Regions from separate parts of the Mus musculus genome. Here all the other regions are linked to region 7. A link is a contact called in public HiChIP or PLAC-seq and promoter capture Hi-C data. All regions are on one chromosome and are shown on one strand. Each heading gives the region's core, a stretch centred on a gene start, on an enhancer-like site or on the middle of the called end of the contact. The rest is flanking DNA. Distances are from core to core; before and after follow the strand shown.

Region 1 (2,700 bases), core at 116-2,615, 620 kb after region 7:
AGAAAGAAGTTGATTCTTTGCCATAAAACTGAGATTGTGAGAAATCTTTGAGGGCCCTCAGCCTCTGGCTACCTAAACCAAGTAGGATAAGCCTCCTGCTAAGTGTTCTGCTTTCTTGACTCCTTGTGATGAGATTGCTCAGTAATTAGCAGCTGGGTGTCAATTGTCTGGGTCACCGACACGACACGACACGAGGTGGGGCTGCTCTGGATTTCAGAAGACAGGTCATGAAGGGGCAAAGCCACTCACTCACCTAACAACAGCTGTAAGGTGTAGAACAGGCAACCAAATATGCTGTTGGATTGGTTGAGGACGCTGTCCGCTCCTAGCATGTGCTCCACCAGCCCAAAGCCCCGGCCCCACCTGGTGGAAGTGAAAGAAGCAGGTAAGTGGGGTAGGCCAAGTGCCTCTTGAGCTTTTTTGTAGAACAGTGATTAGCAAGAAGCTCCACCTACTAAGAGTCCAAAGGGCATTGACCTGGCATGTCCTGGGGCTCTTAGTGGCCTGTCATCACAGACTATCAATAATTTTTCAGGAGTTGGTGAGATGGCTCAGGAAAAACAAGTATCAGCTGCCAGGCCTGTCAACTGGATCGAATCCCCCCGCAGCCCACAAAGAAGGAGAGACTCAACTCCCGAACGTTATTCTCTTGACTTCCACATGCATGTAGTGGCATGCATGTGCCACCTCACAAACAAATAAATGAAAGGTTAAAAGTTTTTCCCAGCTTGATTTCGCTTTACGGTGATCACAACTGGGAAATCTATTTGCTTGGGCCTACAAAGCTACAGTTCCCTCACCACCCACTAACATTTGGTCCTCCAACCCGGACAGAGTGAGCCACTTTGTCCCCTCAGCACAGCCAATAGTCCACCCCCTCCTCCCGCTTTGTATCATCTCAAGTTTCCTCAGTCTCTATGCAATATACTGCCCTGCCTCCTCCAGTCTTCCCATCATTGGTATTTACAGTATCCTCAGAAAGCGTTCAAGCACCAGTATCTCTGTGAGGTCCAGTGTGCACGTCCGATTACCCACCAAAACCCATGGAGCCAGGCCGCTCTCAAAGTGTCCTTTCTGTGGACACTGCGACCCCAGACTCCAAAATTATCTGGTAACCTGGCCTTCAAGAGCCCCATGCTTTCCATGTCTGCACGCACCGAGAGGAGAAGACGCGGGAACAGCTGATGGCCGTGCCCACATCGCAGAGCGCGCGGTAATTTTCATCGCGGGCGCGCGCCGCCTTCACGTGCAGTGCGTACAGTGAGAGGGCTAAGCCAGCGAGGCACAGTGCAAGCCGCACGAGTCCAGGGCTCCTCCAGGTGGTGCCCATGTCGACAGTACAGCCCAGGGACAGGAGGGAAGAATCGCCACGGGGCAGGGCGGGGCCTGCTGTCACCACGCCCCTCCTACCGGAAGATTGGTCGGCCTCCGCTGGCGTTCTCCAATTCAATTGGTTATTCTTAGGCATGACAGCTAGGAATGCTGGGCTGGTAAACAGGATTTAGGAATGTGGGTAATCATTGATAACGCAGCTGCCGGGCATGATGGGAATTGTAGTTGGAGAGGCTGCAAGACATTAAGGGAAATTTGAGTATGTAGTGCTGTAAAGCTACTTTGTTTTGTTTTGTTTGGTTTTTCAAGGACAGGGTTTCTCTGTGCAGCCCTGGCTGTCCTGGAACTCACTCTGTAGACCAGGTTGGCCTCTAACTCAGAAATCTGCCTGCCTCTGCCTCCCAAGTGCTGGGATTTAAAGGCGTGTGCCACCATGCCCGGCTCTGTAAAGCTACTATTAACAGGACGGTAACACACACACACACACACACACACACAAACACAAACACACTGTCGCTATCTTCAGACACACCAGAAGAGGGCATTGGGTCCGGTTACATATGATTGTGAGCCACCGTGTGTGGTTGCTGAGAATTGAACTCAAGGACCTCTGGAAGTTCAGTCAGTGCTCTTAACTGCTAAACCATCTCCCGTTTAGCTCATTTGGGGGGGGGGGGGAGGTGAGACAGGGTTTCTCTGTGTAGCCCTGGTTGTCCTGGAACTCACTCTGTAGAAGACCAGGTTGGCCTCGAACTCAGAAATCCTCCTGCCTCTGCCTCCCGAGTGCTGGGATTAAAGGCATGCGCCACCACGCCCGGCTTAGCACATTTTTTATGACAAGTTCTGTCTATGCATCTGGTATGTCTAGAACCTACGGGTCAATAGACGAATGGAATTCCGCGAAAGCAGGGATACGACTCTGGAAGCATTTTCCCCGAAATTATTTCAGATACCATTTGTCTACAACCTGTCTTTCAAGATCACCGCCAGCCATCCCTCGTGTCTCACTAGCGCCCCTTGTGGGCAGAGGCACCCTCCCTCTCACAATAAATTCCTTTATCTAGGCCATACTTTCCTGTGATTTCCCAGACCTCTGTACCACTGTGGCGCACTCTTGGCAAAACCTGAGCCTGGATCAACCCAACAATCCCTCTTATATTATCTCCCCTTTACAAATATCCCCCCCTCCCCACTGAGGACCTGTCAGTTCTGTACTGTCTGCCTTTCCACCCTTCCCATTTGCCTGGAGTTTCTTCACCAGCTCCCTCTCCAGTTGTCTTTAATCTAATCCCTTCACAGCCAAGTTTTGGGAAGATTTTACATTCCCAGTCTTCCTTACGTCTTACTGATGCTCACATGACAAACTAG
Region 2 (2,741 bases), core at 143-2,642, 600 kb after region 7:
CGGCGGACACCCGCCAAGTCGCCGGAAGCGTCTGCAGGAGCTAGGAGGTGGGACGATGCGGAGAGGGCGCTCGGGCTTTGTGGTGCCCGCGTCCACGTCGAGTCCACATTTCCTCTAACAGCGAGGAAAGGACTCAGCGAGGATCCCTCCACGCCAGCCCTGGGAAGAAGCTTTTATGGAACCTCGTGAAAAGTGTCACCAAAGCGCCGTAGCCGGGGCTGCAGGGTCTTTCCTGTGACCGTACTGCCCGAATAAGCACGCGAAGGGTTTCAGCAGCTCTGGACGGAAGTGTGGCTTAAATCCATCCGAACGCCGCGCCGACCTGCGTGGGCGGAGCCAGAGCTGCGCCCGCAGCGGAGCGTGGGGGCTCACGCTGCCTGGGAGCTCCAGCATTCTGGAAATTGAGGCAGGAGGATTGCTCCGAGCTCGAGGCCGGCCCGGGCTGCAGAGTTAGACCCAGTCTCAAAACAACAAAAAGAAAACAAACAGTCGGGCCCACCCGGAACCTAGCGCCGGAAGCGTGTCCGTGCGGAAACACTGCCCGCGGGAGGGACAGGAAGTGTTCCCAGGCGGAAGTTTCGCGGGGAAGCATTAGCATCTAGGACACTTCCTGGTTCCTGGTAACAATAGGAAGTGTCCGCGGAACTGGGCTAGACTCTGGGTTCATACCAGCTGTCCCTGCTCCCTCTACCTCCTCCTCTCTCCCGCACCTTTCCCTCAGCTACCACTCCCGGGTACCCTGGCTGAGTGTGCGTGTGTATGGGCTCGAGAACTCTCGCACCAGCCACCACTTATGGCTCGCGGCTGCAGTTAGGGTAAGGGTCCCAGTGCGCAGGCGCGCTCCCGTTCACGACCTCCAACGGACGCGCCGGCGGCGGGAACCAGAAGGCACTCCTGGTGCGAGGTAGGGATCTAGAGAAGAAATTGGCAGAAAAGACGAGTGACTCTACAGGAATGTGATGGTGGTTGGTTAGGAAAAGGGGACTCGAGTGAAGGAGTTTTGAGAAGTGAGAATTCTGGGACCAGGCTCAGCTGGTGAGATTAGAAATAGTTGTGCTAGGGTCCCAGGAGACTAGTCAGCCCCGGAGAAAGGCCAGATGATGTGGCAGAAATGAATAGCTGCTGCTGGTTTTGGAATGAAGGTTGCCTCTTGAAGTGAGTTTATGTAAAAAAACGAGGTAACACGGCTTTGGATTTAGTGGTGTAAATGTACTTACAAGCTTATCATAGTGTCGCATGATTCTAGTCCCAGTTTGGGAAGCGAGGGCTACATAGTAAGACCCTGTCTGAAATGCCACCCACCCACCCCAAATACACTTGTGTAACAGCAGTGCTTGGCCCATGGTACTGTCCAGCCTGAGTTGCTATCATAATTTAGAGAAAAAGTAGAAGAGGGAATGAAAAGTGTTGGAGACAGCAAGGTAAGGTAGGTAGGGGATAGAAAAGGCAGAGAATAAAATGAACTTTCAACCTGAAATGGAATGGGATTAAATGTACTTAAAGGAAGTAAAACTAACGCCTAACAGGGAAACAGTGTGATGCTGAAAAGGCCAGGTTCATCCCTAAGAGGGCCTCTACCTTCTACAACACATAGGTGACCACTGAAGCCAGGTTCGTCCCTAAGAGGGCCTCTACCTTCTACAACACATAGGTGACCACTGAAGAAAGCAGCTGCTCTGCCATTCTTTTCAGACCACTCGGTTTAGCTGAAGAGTGAAGAAAGAAAGGTTGCACGTCTGTGTAAGGCCTGCCCAACAGTCGTGGCTGTCTCCTTCAATCTCAACTCTCAGGAGTCTGAGGTAGGAAAATTCATAAGTGTGAAACTAGTTTGGGCGACTGAGGGAATCCCAGAGCAGCTTGAACTTTACAGTGAGCTGAGACCATATCTCAAAAGCAAATAGTTCTGGTTCGTTGTTACAAAAACAAACACACACCTCATAGATTTTTGTTAGGTTGTCAGAATGATAGAGTGCACAGTCTGAAGATCAATAAGATCCATTATATATAACCTAAAAAACAAAATCAGTCTGTCTAGGCTCCAGATTTTATTTTCCTTATTTCTCTCAGGCTCTAGAGATGACTTAAACCTGGGGGAACATTTCTAGGAGTTTGTGCATAGCGAGGCTTTCTGAACCTCCAGACCTAAGAGAGAGCGGGTCCCTTGGCATGGATGTTTGGGGAACCTCTTTGCGACTTGCTTTAGTAACCAAGAAACAAAACTGACTCGATCCTTCCTTCTGACTACTGTCCCCCCTTTCTAGGCCTCAGCCCTTCTGCAGAGAGAATGCTGCTGCCACCTGTCTGTCCCTCCTGAGCCTCCAGGGGTTTTCTACCGCTTTGCCTCATGGAGGACATGCCCCTCTCATTCAGTTGCTCTGACTGTCAGCGCCACTTTCCTAACCTCCCAGAACTGGCACGGCATCGAGAACTGCGCCATTCATCTGCTAAGCAGGACGGGGAGGAAGCCGATGGCATCCCTCACCCCTATGGCAGTCACCCGGAGAACTTGGCCAACCATCAGAGGAACCATGAGACTCTTTTTTTCCCCTGTACCACCTGTGGCAAGGATTTTTCTAATCGCTTGGCCCTCCAGAGCCATATGAGGACTCATGCTCCTGAGAGCCACCGAAGGCACGGGCCTCCACATGCCATGGAAACCGCTCCACACCTTGGGAGTGAGACCATGGCTACTGACTCCTGGGGTCAGAGGCTTGGATCTGGGGAAGGCTGGGAAAATCAGA
Region 3 (2,736 bases), core at 170-2,669, 570 kb after region 7:
ATACCCATTTTTAGCTGTTCTGACACCTGCTGAGGGACTTTGGGGGGTGCGGGGGGGGGGGAAGCTTCTATACAATAGAAGTTCCACAGGGCACAGGACTTTGGTCTGTTGGTCCTTGATATGTCGCTAGCCCATATCAGTATCTATTCCCTAGTATGTATGTGTCCAATAAATCTATCAAGTGAATGTATTTCTGGAGGGTCAAAGCTGGGGAAATGAAGTCGGGCAGTGGTGGTGCACGCCTTTAATCCCAGCACTCCGGAGGCAGAGGCAGGCGGATTTCTGAGTTCGAGGCCAGCCTGGTCTACAGAGTGAGTTCCAGGACAGCTAGGGCTACACAGAGAAACCCTGTCTCGAAAAACAAACAAACAAACAAACAAACAAACAAACAAATCTGGGGAAATGGCACCGTGAGAGAAGCGTAAAGAAGATCAGGAAGCCACGGGCTTTAGTTTCAAATACAGGAAAGGCTACTATTCGGATCAAATCTTCTATGCAGGACTGCTATGTGGCAGCTACCGAATTTGGTGTTGGGGATTCCGTTAAAGAAAAGCAAGTCATGCTGAGACGTCAGCTGTAAGGCAGGGCTGCGGAGGTAACAGTACATTTTTCTCAGTCTGAGCTGCTCTGGAATTGTCGTGCTGCTCAGAAGGTAGCGAGCTCAGCGGGACTGCAATGCTCACTCGGGGCATAGGCCGCCCACCTGTCAGAGGCTGTGCCAGGAGGACGCGGGGGAGCAGCGGGGGGAGCGCCACCTTGGCTGAGGTCACTTCCCACCCCCAGATTCTCTGCCTACAAAACCCTGCAATTCCCTGACGCTGGAGACTCGGGTCTTATTATTTCCTGATTTCCAAGGTCTCATGATACTGACAGCCCCAAATGCAAGTCTTCACTTTGCCCACGCCCGAGGACCCAAAATTAAAACAACAAAAAAGTGAATTCTACAGAGCATCCTTAGTAGGTGGCTGAGAGTAGGCAGTGTACCCTTCCCCACCTCGAAGAAGCTGTTGGGGCACAGCTCAGACGCTGGGGTGTCGGGGACGTCGCGAGACTGAAGCCCGAGACGTCGCTGACAGGCCGGAACACATGACTGGCGGTCGGGCGTGCAGCCCGCGGAGCTGGGCCCGGCCTGTCACGTGATGAGGGGGCGCCATGGGGTGATGTGAGATACGAGGCTCTCAGACTGCGTGCAAATGACGCATTCCCAACCCTTTGGGCAACTAGATCTCGGCTCCAATATGAGATGTTCCGGTAGTGGGGGGGGGGGGAGCAGCGGGGCGGGCTCTGGACTCAGGCAGCCTCGCTTCCGTTCGGCTGCCACTGCTTCCGACCTCCGCCTTTCCCTCTAGCGAGGACGAGCCGAGCCCTCGCGCGCATGCTCGGAGTCATCCCCCGAGGGGCGGGGCGGCAGCTGCGGGAGCAGGATGGGGGGAAGAGAAGGGAATTCCAACCTGTAGAACTTTGGGGGTCCTATGATCGGGTTCTTCCCCACGACTGTGGATGGTGAAAGGGGTGGGGCCTTTGGCGGCTCCGGGGTGTACTGGAGTTCGCTGGGTGAGGGAGGGGGTGTCAAGTGTGAGAGAGGTGCAGGACTTCCAAATTTAGAACCTTGAGGCCCTTTGGGCTCGGGTCCAGGGCACTCCGACCACCATGCGCGACAGGACCCACGAGTTGAGGCAGGTGAGAAACCGGGATGGTGAGGACACCCTGGAGTGAGGAGAAGCGGGGCCGGGCGGGCGCGCTGGAGTGAGGACTCCTGGTTTTGGGTCCCGGGCGGGTGGCTGATGGCCAGGAAGGAAAATCCCGGAAGCCCATGGTTCCTGCGGGGCGAGAACCGCAGCGAGCAACTGTCGCCAATGACTCCGGCCCTGGCAGGGGGATAACATCTCAGACGATGAAGATGAGGTTCGAGTCGCGCTGGTGGTGCACTCAGGTGCTGCCCGGTTGGGCAGCCCGGACGACGAGTTCTTCCAGAAGGTAAGGGTCAGGAGAACCGAGGAGTAGGGCGGACTAGAGTGACACTTAAGTCTTCAGCCCTCTTGGTGATCCTTCCTAGGTGCAGACAATTCGGCAGACTATGGCCAAACTGGAGAGTAAAGTCCGGGAGTTGGAGAAACAGCAGGTCACCATCCTGGCCACGCCTCTTCCCGAGGAGAGTAAGCGAAACCTAGGGCTCACGCACGCCAGCCCGGTGGACTATGGGGGATGTAGTTTTATTCAGGTGATGGCCAGGATGGGTTTGGTTTTGGTTTGTGGGAGAGGCTGTGATTTAGAAGTGTTGGCTTTCTCGTTTAGGCATGAAGCAGGGCCTGCAGAACCTGCGAGAGGAGATCAAACAGCTGGGGAGAGAGGTCCGGGCGCAGCTAAAAGGTGAATGAATTTCAAGGGTCTCAGCCATATCTTTCCCTTTGATTCAGCCCAGTTGCTGGTGTATCTAGTTGTTGTATACAGTCAAGTGATAGATCCAGGTCACACAGCAGACTTGGGTCTAGGATCTCTGTCCCATGGCATCAAAGCCATGGTACTTTGCAGAGCACATTATGGCCTCTCAGATTCCTTTATTATTATTTTAAGTTTAAATTCAAAATTACTTACTGCTCTCATCCTTTCAGGCCAGTGTGTATTCTTTGGGCAAGCAGATGAGAGGTTCCTCCACGCTTGTGGGAACCCACTGGTGTAATTCAAAGAAAAACATATCTCAGAAATTCAGAATTCGCCCCCTTCTCCTCTCCCTTC
Region 4 (2,700 bases), core at 119-2,618, 770 kb before region 7:
TCACAGCTTCAGAAATTCCTAATTTGAGTACACTGACCTTTGAGCTCAGAGTCTTGAAAATGCCCTCGTAAGTGGTGCCATTTTTCACCTTTACGTCACAAGTAGAACCCTAGCAAGGTGAACCATTTAGTCATTTTAAGAAACTGAAACAGCATATTCCTCAGACACCCAGGTTAAAGCTGTTACTTACCACTACAGCTGTCAGGAAATGCAGCATCCTGGAATTGTTATAGACACCTTCAAACACCTGTCACACGAGAAAAAAGTAAAGGGCAGCAGGTGAATACTCTCTTCTCAGATTGTCCCACACTGTCTGTCTTCCGAGTGTCTTTACAGGAGGAAAAGAAGGCACTCACGGGTGACTGTGGGGGTCCCTTTCCGGTGGTCTGTCCCCTATTAAAAAAGAAAGAGAGAAATAGTTTTAATTAGTAGTGAACCCTAGACCAATGTACCAGGTCAACTTGCTGATTTAGGCTATAGACTGATTAACAAGCAAGACTTTTCAAGTTCTCACATTAAAGAAGAAAGTAGGCATTAACTGCTAAAACATTTTCTCCGAATTCAAGATTTTAAAAAAGTCAACAAAATATTCAATAAACAATAGCTGTCAAATGTTCCTAACAGTCAGTGCAATACAACCTGACTTCCTCTAAGGGACAGTCCTTCACTCTTCCGATAAACCACTGCTATAGTATTAAACCAACAGCACACTTCAGCTGTGAAGGCGAAAGCCCGGGCATCCCAAACGCAGCACCTCTGAGCTTAGACACATTACCTCCCAAAGGAAAAAAAGCTTTCAGGAGCCTTGGATTCCAAATCCCAGGAGAAGTATATTCTCCACACCCCACCCTTTCGCCCTCATTATTTTCATTCAGCCTGTTACCCACTCTGAAGGGATCCCCAAACGCCAGGTAACACAGCTCCTCGACGGCTGATGTAACCGGCAGTTGAGGAGGGCGAGGAGGGGGCCGTTGGCTGGGCTGGGGGACCGCGCAGCCGCAAAAACCATCCACCGGGATGCCTCGCCCGGTCTGCGCCTGCGCACTACAGCCCATCGCGCTCCACCACCCGCTCTAGAACAGAAGCCACTGCGCCTGCGTCCAGTGCCTCTTTCTATCGCATTGACACACCGAGAAAAACCGAGGGCACCCACTCCCCACTCACCGACACCAAACGCCCCTAAACCCTCCAAATAACCCCTCCCTCCTCCGCCTCTGCTCTACGTGTTACCGGGGCAAGCCAATGCCCGAGTCATAAGACAGCATCCGCGCGCACGTACGCCCGGGGAGCGCGCGCGCAGGAGCTTCCCAGCCCGCAGTCTTCCCAGTAGCCGCTGCTTCCGCGCCCCCGCCCACCCCGTCCCCCTCTCACTGGCTACACCGGGAAGAGGAGGGAACAATCCGCTCCCAAGTCCCTCCCTCCCCATTGGCCAAACTGTGGGCCGCGCGCCCCCCCCCCATTGGCTACAGTCGGGGACCCCTTCATGCAGCTGACTCCCCATTGGCTGAAGCCGGGGACCGCGAGATCCTTCGTGGTAATGGAGCTAGGGACCCCATCACCTCCTCAACCCCCCCAACACCCTTTGCCGACGGAGCTGGCGGGATGCGCCCCGCCTCCCCTCAGGGCCCAGACCCCCAAGAGGTGACTAGGCCCAGAGAGCCGAGCGCTGCCCCCAGGCTCCTGGAGACCTCCCGGAGAGCTTTCTCTCCGACCTGTTGGCACGAGGGTCCACCCCCTCCTTCACGGGGTCCTGGGCCCCCAAGAGCCCCCTCAACAGCTCCAAGCCGGGGCGCTGCCTCCCGGGCTCTCCCTAGCCAGGAAGCCCCGTCCTCACCTGACGCTGCCGATAGCCACTGCCCCTGGCCTTTCTTGATGCTGCGGCGGCGCTGACGCCGCTAAGATGCTTTCGGCTCCGCGGCGAAGTCCGCTGCCGGCAGCGGCTGCAGGCCCCAGGCACGGAGAGACCGCTGCGGGAGGCCCCGGGGGAGCCGCGGTGGCGGTCAGCGGTCCCGGGAGGCCGCCGTTGGGAGGGCTGGTCCCGCCGGGAGACCGGCGAGCCACGGCCTGTTGCGTGGGGGGCGGCTGCTGGGGTTGGGAGGTCTGTTGTGGCGGCTGAGGCTTCAACATGATGGCAGCGTCCGGAAGAGAAATAAGAGGGAAGGGAAAGAGGGCCTGGGGCCGGGCCCCTGCTGGAGAGCGCGGGAAGCGAAAGAGATCGCCAAGCAGGGGACCCGCCGTTGGCGGGCGGGGGGAGCCCCGCGGTGTCAGGGGTGGATCGAGAAGACGGCGGCGCGAGGAAGCGCCGCGAGGCGGAAGGGGAGGGGGGATCTCGCGGGCCGGTGGACAGCGAGAGGGCGCGAGCCGGCCTGGCGCGCGTGCGCGTCGCTGGAGAAGGAGAGGGAGGAGCGCGGGCGGAAGCGCCGGCGGGGGAGGGGCGCGGGGAGCGCCGCCAGGCGGTTAGTTCCGGAACAGAGGAGAGGCTCGAGCCGTGGCTCCGACCGGCCTAGCCCCTGGGGCGGAAAAGGAGCCGCGCAGGCGCTTAGCGCACCTCTAGGTTCTGAGCCACCTTAAATGCTGGCGGCCGCGGTTGCTTCACAACGAGGGTGGGCGGGGCCAAAGCCGGGAAGGGGAAGTGCCGGCGGACCCGCCCCTCCCACGCCGCCAGCGTAACGTCAGAAAGTCTCCGCGGTGGTGTGAGGT
Region 5 (2,700 bases), core at 72-2,571, 600 kb before region 7:
ATGTGTCTTAATGATCCGTGGGGCTGGTGTCTCTTTCAGAGTTTCAAGACCTAAGTTGAACAAGGAACTTTGTTAAACTGGGGCCCGGTCCTACCTTTTTCCACTTGTCTCTAGCACCCCCATGCACATACCTGGGGGGACCCCTGGGCAGCTGAACTCAAGGAAGGGTATCCGGGCATAGACGGGGGCCCGGCCACACTTATCTAGCTTGCCACCCTGATAGATCATATCCATGATCTCACTCATCCAGGTAGTACCTGGAAAGGGAGGAGCAAGAGGTGAGCGAGGCTCAGAGTCTTGACCTGCTTACCAAAGTGTGTGTGTGGTGGGGACCACTGCTCGCTCACCAGACTTTGGGTACGTGCTGATGAGCACATCATCAGGCCAGGCTGTGAAGTTCTGCAGTTGCTCCATTGTCTCCGCAAAGTATTTGATGAGTGGGATTCCCTTCACAGGCACCAGTGGTTTACGCAAGGGCTCCATGTTGCTGCATTGAGAACAGAGTAAAACCCACTTCTCTAGCAAGTCCACAGTACCATGTGTTAAATGATTTAAGACGGGGATCCTGGGGCTTTGGCAGAGCCCCCCAAAGTGGCAGGTAGATCTGGGATCAAAGGCAAATCTATCTCCACCAAAAGTCACCACTGTGCTATGTCTGATCACCTGTGGAACATTGTTCCATGTCCCTAGTGCCCAAGCATACATAGTCCAGGCATTAAAACACTCTGAGGTAGAATCAGTCCAATGTGTGCTGTTTCCTAGGATATTCCAGCTCATACATGAGAAAACGGCAGGCACCAGCCGAGTCTTCACTACTTCCTAGTGCAGCTTCAGGCCATGGCCTCTCTCTATTTTTTTCCCCTTGAACTTCCTGTTATCTTCAGAAATGCCTCAGCCCATCTAGAACTGATATCCTATTTTGCTCTGAGACAAATATAACCAATTTAGCTATTAAGCTTGTTGCAAGGTAGGGAGAAACTTTCTACTAAAATAAAAAGGATTCTAAAACAAGCCAGAGCGGAGGGGAACTCAGACAAACCACAGTTGCTCTTCTGAGGTGGGGTATGCATGGAGAAAGTAGAGAGGCTAGAGGCCCAGGCAGCAGTCAGGCAGACTAATCAAAGTGTAAGGACTAGCTGGCACTTGAAGAGCAGTGGAACCAGTATCTGGGCAGGACAAGGTGGCCACCCCACTCTGCCACTCACCTGGGGTTCTGAGCCATGCCTCCCTCGGTGCTCAGTGGTAGGGATCTTTGTGTAGGCTTTGCAATGTGGGGAATGCAGAATTGGTCTTTGAGCTGGAGATTTTGTGTCCCAAGTGGGAGGAAGTGGAAACAGTGCTAGGACTGGCTGTTCTCCAGAAACAAAAAGGGGAGGAGGTGGAGTAGGGCAGGGTTCTGTTAACCATACTGTGGACTGTGGGTTTAGCCTGTTCAAAACAAAACAAAACACCAATCAGGCCACAGCATGGACAGTGGGTTTCTTTTGCTCTGCTTCTGACTCCTTCCTAACTTACCTAAACTTAAGGTAGAACAATGGGACTTTTCTAATTAACCCACTCTGGCATAGGGAAGAAAGTAGCCAGATGGGGACACCTGCTGGCTCCAAGCCAGTCTTGAGGACACCTTGGGCTTCGATCAGAGCAACCACAGCGATGCCTGGAACCTCTGACGTCAGGGAAAGTCCAGAATGATGGGAAGGAGCAAGGTCAAGGAACTAGAGGTGCAACAGAGTTGGAGGGGTGTTCATGGGAGTGTGAGTCTAAAGGCCCTGGAAGGTGCCCCTGCCTTCATGGCTCTAGTCTACCTCATCCAATACCACACGTGACTGGTGGAGATCAGTCCCTAGAAAGATTTTCACCCTCTGCAAAGACAAGAGGCTGCAGCTGGGAGAGACACACCTCCAGGAGTGAGGAGTGCCCCCTTGACCTCTGTCTGCTGTTGGAGTGAAGATGCAATATCAAGCTGCACTGGGGCTGCAGAGGCTCCTGTACCACAGCTGTGCACCTCCTGACCCTTACAGAGTTGTCATCTCAGAGGAGAGCTGTGCAAAGCTGGGCATCAGGACAAGACTTCCCATTTCTCTAGAGGAAATTGTGTTTGTTTGAGACTATGTAGACTGATGACAGGACCACTCCGAGGTGTGACTGAGGGGAGGATTTTATTGTAGATGCTAGGGAGAGTTCAGCCATAGTGATCTGGAAGAGTCCAGAGAGAAAGAAGTGGACTGAATATGACCAGAAAACTGGACTTGGCCATGAGAAGTGGGTTTGGGCATGGGATAGCAAGAGATGAAGACAAAGACGAGGACTTGGAGAGTGGGGTTGGGGGATGCGTAGCTGAGATAGCTGGGTTATAGGACAGTGAGAAGCTGGTAGAAAGGGAGCCTCTGGGCCAGGGGAGCGAGAGGAGCCAAGATGCCAGCATGCCTTTTAGTGTGCTAATAGGTACCACAGATCTGTTCCTTCTGCCAGAATAAGGGAATGGCTCCTTTAGTAGAGGAGAACTGCTTCGAGAGATCCTAAAGAATGCTGGCTTTGGAACTGACAGAGACAAGGTCTCATACTGGATCCTAGGCTGACTAGGAATTCACCATGTAATCCAGGGTAGACTTGATCTTGTGGCAATTCTGCTCCAGCATGTCAAGGGCTAAGATTGCAGGTATGAATGTATATATTCATATATTATGTCATCTTTTTTCT
Region 6 (2,700 bases), core at 29-2,528, 570 kb before region 7:
CTAAAGGCAGGGCAGGGCTTCTCCCTGGCCTTCCAGCTCAGGGATGGCACACAGAGGGATGCAAGCCAGCTTGCCTAGGAAGGGATGCAGTAGCAGGATGGCTTCCCCAGGTTTCTGGCTACAAGAAGCAGCAATGGCTTGGGTCCCAGCATCTCCCCAGACCTCTGCTCCTAACCTCCGCTCAGAAAAAAAGCAGATGTTCTTCTGAGCCATTTCTGCTTCCGTTAAACTACACTCAGGAGAGGCCCACCCTGACTTCCCTGAGGTCCGCTAAGATGGTTACCCACTGTGGCTAGGCAGCCAGCTAGTGAAGCCCAGGGGCTGCCTCTATCCTGTGCCCAATCCCTCCTCCTTCCTGCTCAGTAAAGGAACCTCGGCTGCGCTGTGGAAGGCATCCTGCCCAGAGCCTCTATCCACCTCCCCAGCCTCACCCATCTGCTCTGCCTTAATGGGGGACTCAGCCCCTTCGTGCTGGGACTCCAGTCCTCGCACACCCCGGTATCACCAAGGAGGCTCCCAGGTCTATTAAAAATAAAAGCAGGTGAAGTGCCTGAGTGAAGTCTCCAAGACAGGAAGGGGACACAAGACCCCAGTGAGCAGTCTGGATTTGGGAGAAGGAAAGCCCAATCCAAGGTAGGGGCGGAAGATGTGCCCCACCCGGCCTCCTCCCCCACCCAGGTACCAAGCCCGGAAACCACGGAAAGGGGAACTTAGTCTTGTTTTGCACTCAACCCCTTCCTGTCTCAAAGCTCAGGGCAGCTACTTGGCTCACCCCACCCTGCATCCCCCACCTTCAGAAGCTCCCTCCCCGGGGCATAGGTTCTGAGCCCAGCTACGGCCGCTCCCAGGAGCCCACCTCCATCTTGGTCACGATGGTCCTTAGCCCTCACCTTGGAGCACTCTGGGACCTACTTGCCCCTTCGAACTCCCTCGTCCTCGATCCTCCTGGCGGGGCTCACAAACCGGCTCTCTGTCCCCAGCCTGGTGGCTCTGACAGCTCGCCCGCCCCCACAGTCCCACAGTCCTGCCCCCACACTGGCGCTGGCCCCACAGGTGGCCCATGGCAGCGTTGCCTGGCCCTTGTGACCAGCCCTCCCCCGGCGCCCAGCCTCACCTGCTGCGGAGAGCTGAGCGTGACCCCTCCCAAGTAGAGGAGGAAGGAGAGAAGGATGGAGGAGCTGCAGGCTGGCCACCGAGGATGCTCTGTCAAGACAATGAATGAGCAGCGGCCGTGCGCCGGCCTCCTCCGGGTGGTAGCGCCCCTTTGGGCGGAGCTCATGGAGGCCCGGCCCTTCGCTCCAGGGCTGCAAGACTGGGACCGCTCCCCATGCTGTCAGCTCCAACCCCCGAACAGATGCTGACGCGAATCAACTCTTCTTTTAATGTCAGAACGCAAAAATATCCCGTTCCTTCATCCCTCCCCCAGCCGCCCGCTGCCTCCTCGAGGTCCTTTCCCTGGCACCGGAGAAAGCTTTAGAACGGCTTCAACCAGCTTGAGAGCCTTCTCTGCTACAGGAGGGACCTCTCCTGTCGTTACCCCAAATGGATTTCTGGGAGGCCTTGGGGGGGTCATTTCTCCTTTCTAGGGATTTAGGGCTTCAGCGGGGACACCCTTGTCCTCTGCTTCGTGGCATTGAGGCCCGGAAGAAGTAAAATAACTGGGCATTATGGAGCACCTGTTCTGTGCTGGGGCTATGGAGGCAAATGAGTAGTGCTCCCCCTCTAGAGAGCTCTCGGGCCATGAGAAGAGGGAGTCGGGAGTCCGTCTGACACAGTTTAAAAGCCACTGAGTACACACAGAAGTCTGATATCACACACAGCTGGGCTGTGGTCCATTCCTGTCCCTTGAGGGGAGTGGGTTGTCACGGTAGCAAGGGCAGAGGAAGAAAGGCCTTTGCTGGAACCATTGTTGTGACTCCTGGCTGTCACTCATTTGAGTGACCTTGGGCAGGTTAATTTAATCTCAGCCCCAGTTTCCTGTCTATAACAGTCTTACCTGCCTTCGTATGGAGATGGTCACTCCAAGGATAGCTGGATTTGCATCTACAGAGTGGCAGGTATTAATTAGTGTTGGGGTCTTACAGTCAGATATGGTGGCCCACACCTGTAAATCCATTACTACGGAGGCAGAGGCAGAAGGGTCAGTGAAACCAAGGCCAGCCTGGTCCACATGTAAGCTCCAGACCAAGGCTACATAGTGAGACCCTGTTTCAAAAACCCAAAAGATGTTGGTTCTTTTCATTATTGCCATTTACCAAAGCTTTGGGCTATCCTGGGAGGAAGAGGAAACACCACAAGTGGCTCTGGAGAAGGGTAGGGGGCTGAGGCGCAGTGTCAGCAAAGCTCAAGGACACAGGTGTGCTGACAGTCATCTGTAGTCAGGAAGCTGAGGCAGGAGGCCAGCCTGGGCTACATAGCAAGACCCAGTCAGAAGAAACTCTTCTTTAAGGTAGAAGTAGTTCGAAAGAACAGAAGGGGCTCCAGTTGTACTGATTAGCCGTGTGATCTTGGCCAAGAGGCCCCACCTCCCTGAACCTCAGTTTCTGTAGGAGAGAAACAAGAAGTCCTGCCCACCTCACAGCTAACGGTGCGGTGCGTAAGGTGTAGTCTGAAGTGTTCTGCAGTTACTCAGTACAGGGTTGGATAGTGCCTGAGGCTCTGTGACTGTAGCCAGCGACTCTAGAGTCTCCAGCTAAAGTG
Region 7 (2,700 bases), core at 194-2,693:
GCAGAGGCTCCCCGAGGTAGAACTTCAATAACGCGAGGCTTGTCAATGATCCGGGCTGTCCGGTTTCCCTTCTCCACGATGCCAACGATCCAAGCTTGGTGACCCTCTCCGTACTTGGAAGATTTGATTTCCGAACAAAAGCGGGCCGCCTGCTCTCTTGGCAGACAAATCAGTAATCCCCCAGAGGTTTCAGCTGACGTTCCTTGGAGGAGGCCAAAGCGCCCACTGGCTTTGCTGATCGCAGCCATCTTGGCAATTATTGGCAGATTATGTATGACAAAGGACACTTCATTTTTTTGCTGTTTTGCCAGGTTCTGAGAGTGTCCTAATATGCCAAAGCCTGTGATATCCGTGGCTGCGTGGGCATTAAAAGTGTGCATCAAGCCAGCAGCAGTCCTGTTTAGAGTAGCCATATTGAACATAGCTTCCTGATAGGCTAACTCTACTTCCTCTCTGGAAACCACCATCTTGATTTTATTCCATTTCTCAGGATTATCCAGCCATTGGTGGGCATTGGCAGCAACCTGGGTTCCTAAAGGTTTGGTTAATACCAGCACATCTCCTACCACGGCACTATCAGGCATTATGAATTCATTTTGCTGACACACCACCGTGGCAACGCCACCGATGATAATCCACGGGTTGACCACTGTCTGTCCACCGGTCACTGCAGTGCCTCCCTCCTCCGCAGCGTCACGAAAGCCTTTGATCATGAGCGGTGTCACCTTCTCTCGTTCCTTTTCACTCATGCTCTGGCTCACACTGAGTAACATCAACATGTTGTCACACTCAGTGATACCCATGGCATAGAGGTCACTGAGCACATTGGCACAAGCTATGCGCCCCATCATATAGGGATCTTCCACCAAGGGGTAAAAGAAGTCGGTGGTCTGCACCAGCGACAGGCCTCCGTGCCTCAGGGGGATGACGCAGGAGTCCATGCCAATGCTCAGCGAGGGGAAGGCTGAGCCGGGGCCGGGCCTGGTGGACAGGCCCCCTTCCTGCACCGTCTCTTCCTGGCCCCCGACCAGACCCGAGGTAAGCGGGGGCTGCAGCGCGGGCCGCGTCAGTCCCTCCAGGAGTTTGAGCAGGGTCTCCTGGGGGACCTTGCAGCCTCAGCCCTTCATGCCGGAGAAGCTCGTCAGCCGCCAGCTCGGGCTGAAGCCCAGTGTCTGGGGCTCGAACGGCCGGTAGTTGGAGAAACTCCGGCCGGCAGACCAGCCCGCCGGGCCCAAGGAACCTTCTGCGGCCACTAGCGCCGCCATGGTTTCTCCGCTGGCGCCCGCCGCCGCCGCTTCCGCCATCGCGCCGCTCGCCCGGGAGGCCGTGCGGACCAGAAGGCCCAGATACCTGCAGATGAGTCTCCCAGCCACAGCGGGCCAAGGTTACGCCAGGAGATGATCAACCACGCGAGCCGGACCGGAGGACTCGAGCCACGCTGCCTGTCGGAGCGCCGCGCGGCCTCTATTTATATACAGCGTGATTGACAGCTGCTCTATCCAATGACGATTCCCGTACCGAGAGGCGGGCTTCCTTTACTCAAAAAGGTGTATTACAAATTAACCGTCTGCTTGCACAACCGGTCCCCGCGAGATCATCACGTGAACCCCTTGTAACCGGCCTGGAACGCAGATCAGGATGGACTCGAACTCGAGTCCATCGATCTGTCTCAGCTTTCCAAGTGCTGTTATTACAGGTGGGAGCCACGTTACCCGTGCGTGTCTTGTCCCCTCCGCCCCCCTCCGCCCTGGGAACCTGGTCTTGGAGTTGGCTGGCAGAAGTCTGCTGTTTTTGGAATCATTTTACCAAAGAATAAATTACTTACGGAAGGAAGCTCTGGCACTGGGCTAGCCCCAAGGTCAGAACAGTCCTAGGGTCATTTGACAGGACACAAAGCTAATCTAGGCTAAGAAAATACTTTAAGGGGAGGTTTAGGGGAAGAAAGGGGACATCACAAAGTAAATACTATGATTGCATAAGCAAATTGCACAATTGATGTTGTGAAGTTTCACATGGACTTAAAAATTCTGCACAGGTTTGGGTACTGTTTTGGCCATTATCTGGCAGCAGTGAGTTGCATCTTCAGTGCAAGCTAATTTATTATTTATTTATGGCTACTCTGTGCTAAGATGTCTCTATTTCTTGAAGTTAATATATGTGAGAATTCAGATCCAGGCAGGGGGGTTTGCCAATGTCTACTGAAATTATAAATGCTAAACTCATAGTAGTGGCTTTATGCCTGTAATTCCACCATTTGAGAGACTGAGACTGTTAATTCCAGGCCAGCCTGTACTACATAGTACTACATAGTGAGTTCCAGGCCAGCCTGTTCTACAGCTTGCAACCCTAAACCAAATAAATGAATAGGTTTTTCCACTGTGTGATCCCAGTACTTGGAAAACTGTGGTAAGAAGACAATGATGTCCATTCTAGCCTGGGCTCCACAGTGAGATCTTGTCTCAAAAAGCCTAAAATAGGTGCTGGAGAGGTAGGTAGGTGGTTAAGAGCGCCTGCTGTTCTTGCAAAGGACCTGGGTTCAGTTCCTGGAACTTACATGGTGGCTATCATCCGTAATTCCAGTTTCCAGGGGACCTGATGTCCCTCTTCTGGCTTCTGAGAGCACCAGGAACACACAGTTCCCTGTCAAACATATAGCCAAAACACTCCTACACATACAAAATAAAAGTAAATGAATCTTTG

The links. Promoter capture Hi-C pulls out the DNA fragments that hold promoters and counts their contacts. HiChIP or PLAC-seq counts read pairs in DNA pulled down with a chosen protein or histone mark. Capture Hi-C pulls out chosen DNA fragments and counts their contacts.
Region 1: an H3K27ac HiChIP or PLAC-seq map of microglia shows a contact between it and region 7, with 7 times the contacts expected there. The contact joins the promoter of Vkorc1 here to the promoter of Sephs2 in region 7. A contact is called at or near these places in 1 of 39 promoter capture datasets (liver), 2 of 115 datasets of contacts at active chromatin or transcription factors (extraembryonic endoderm stem cells and microglia) and 1 of 9 other capture datasets (macrophages).
Region 2: a promoter capture Hi-C map of hematopoietic stem and progenitor cells shows a contact between it and region 7, with 2.4 times the contacts expected there. The contact joins the promoter of Zfp646 here to the promoter of Sephs2 in region 7. A contact is called at or near these places in 9 of 39 promoter capture datasets (3T3-L1-derived adipocytes, cranial neural crest, embryonic stem cells and 5 more), 6 of 115 datasets of contacts at active chromatin or transcription factors (the SCID.adh cell line, acute myeloid leukemia, bone marrow-derived macrophages and 3 more) and 3 of 9 other capture datasets (liver, macrophages and pancreatic islet).
Region 3: a promoter capture Hi-C map of fetal liver shows a contact between it and region 7, with 4 times the contacts expected there. The contact joins the promoter of Stx4a here to the promoter of Sephs2 in region 7. A contact is called at or near these places in 5 of 39 promoter capture datasets (the C10 cell line, cranial neural crest, fetal liver and 2 more), 3 of 115 datasets of contacts at active chromatin or transcription factors (bone marrow-derived macrophages, double positive thymocytes and microglia) and 1 of 9 other capture datasets (adipose tissue).
Region 4: a contact with region 7 is called in a promoter capture Hi-C map of liver, with 3 times the contacts expected there. The contact joins the promoter of 4930456A14Rik here to the promoter of Sephs2 in region 7. A contact is called at or near these places in 1 of 39 promoter capture datasets (pre-B cells), 1 of 115 datasets of contacts at active chromatin or transcription factors (pancreatic cancer cells) and 1 of 9 other capture datasets (liver).
Region 5: a promoter capture Hi-C map of liver shows a contact between it and region 7, with 2.5 times the contacts expected there. The contact joins the promoter of Sult1a1 here to the promoter of Sephs2 in region 7. A contact is called at or near these places in 5 of 39 promoter capture datasets (hippocampal neurons, liver, neutrophils and 1 more), 1 of 484 Hi-C or Micro-C datasets (liver) and 1 of 9 other capture datasets (macrophages).
Region 6: a contact with region 7 is called in a promoter capture Hi-C map of liver, with 2.9 times the contacts expected there. The contact joins the promoter of Coro1a here to the promoter of Sephs2 in region 7. A contact is called at or near these places in 4 of 39 promoter capture datasets (hippocampal neurons, liver, neutrophils and 1 more), 4 of 115 datasets of contacts at active chromatin or transcription factors (astrocytes, bone marrow-derived macrophages, double positive thymocytes and 1 more) and 2 of 9 other capture datasets (adipose tissue and liver).

Annotation. Positions count from the first base shown.
Region 1 is chr7:127,894,252-127,896,951 of GRCm38.p6, forward strand. It overlaps Vkorc1 (vitamin K epoxide reductase complex, subunit 1), which reads right to left and starts at 1,366. Exons shown (of 3, transcript NM_178600.2): 1 at 1,158-1,366; 2 at 254-363. The coding sequence starts at 1,330.
Region 2 is chr7:127,876,309-127,879,049 of GRCm38.p6, forward strand. It overlaps Zfp646 (zinc finger protein 646), which reads left to right and starts at 1,393. Exons shown (of 3, transcript NM_172749.4): 1 at 1,393-1,799; 2 at 2,262-2,741. The coding sequence starts at 2,345. It overlaps Zfp668 (zinc finger protein 668), which reads right to left and starts at 528. Exons shown (of 3, transcript NM_146259.4): 1 at 1-528.
Region 3 is chr7:127,840,389-127,843,124 of GRCm38.p6, forward strand. It overlaps Stx4a (syntaxin 4A (placental)), which reads left to right and starts at 1,420. Exons shown (of 11, transcript NM_009294.3): 1 at 1,420-1,680; 2 at 1,876-1,977; 3 at 2,057-2,156; 4 at 2,296-2,370. The coding sequence starts at 1,651.
Region 4 is chr7:126,501,066-126,503,765 of GRCm38.p6, forward strand. It overlaps 4930456A14Rik (a long non-coding RNA gene), which reads left to right and starts at 1,369. Exons shown (of 3, transcript XR_869939.3): 1 at 1,369-1,534. Atxn2l (ataxin 2-like) reads right to left here and starts at 2,372. Exons shown (of 22, transcript NM_001361487.1): 1 at 1,835-2,372; 2 at 357-393; 3 at 191-247; 4 at 38-109. The coding sequence starts at 2,127.
Region 5 is chr7:126,675,097-126,677,796 of GRCm38.p6, forward strand. It overlaps Sult1a1 (sulfotransferase family 1A, phenol-preferring, member 1), which reads right to left and starts at 1,322. Exons shown (of 8, transcript NM_133670.2): 1 at 1,206-1,322; 2 at 348-487; 3 at 132-257; 4 at 1-50. The coding sequence starts at 1,222.
Region 6 is chr7:126,703,538-126,706,237 of GRCm38.p6, forward strand. Coro1a (coronin, actin binding protein 1A) reads right to left here and starts at 1,279. Exons shown (of 11, transcript NM_009898.3): 1 at 1,115-1,279.
Region 7 is chr7:127,272,616-127,275,315 of GRCm38.p6, forward strand. Sephs2 (selenophosphate synthetase 2) reads right to left here and starts at 1,444. Exons shown (of 1, transcript NM_009266.3): 1 at 1-1,444. The coding sequence starts at 1,304.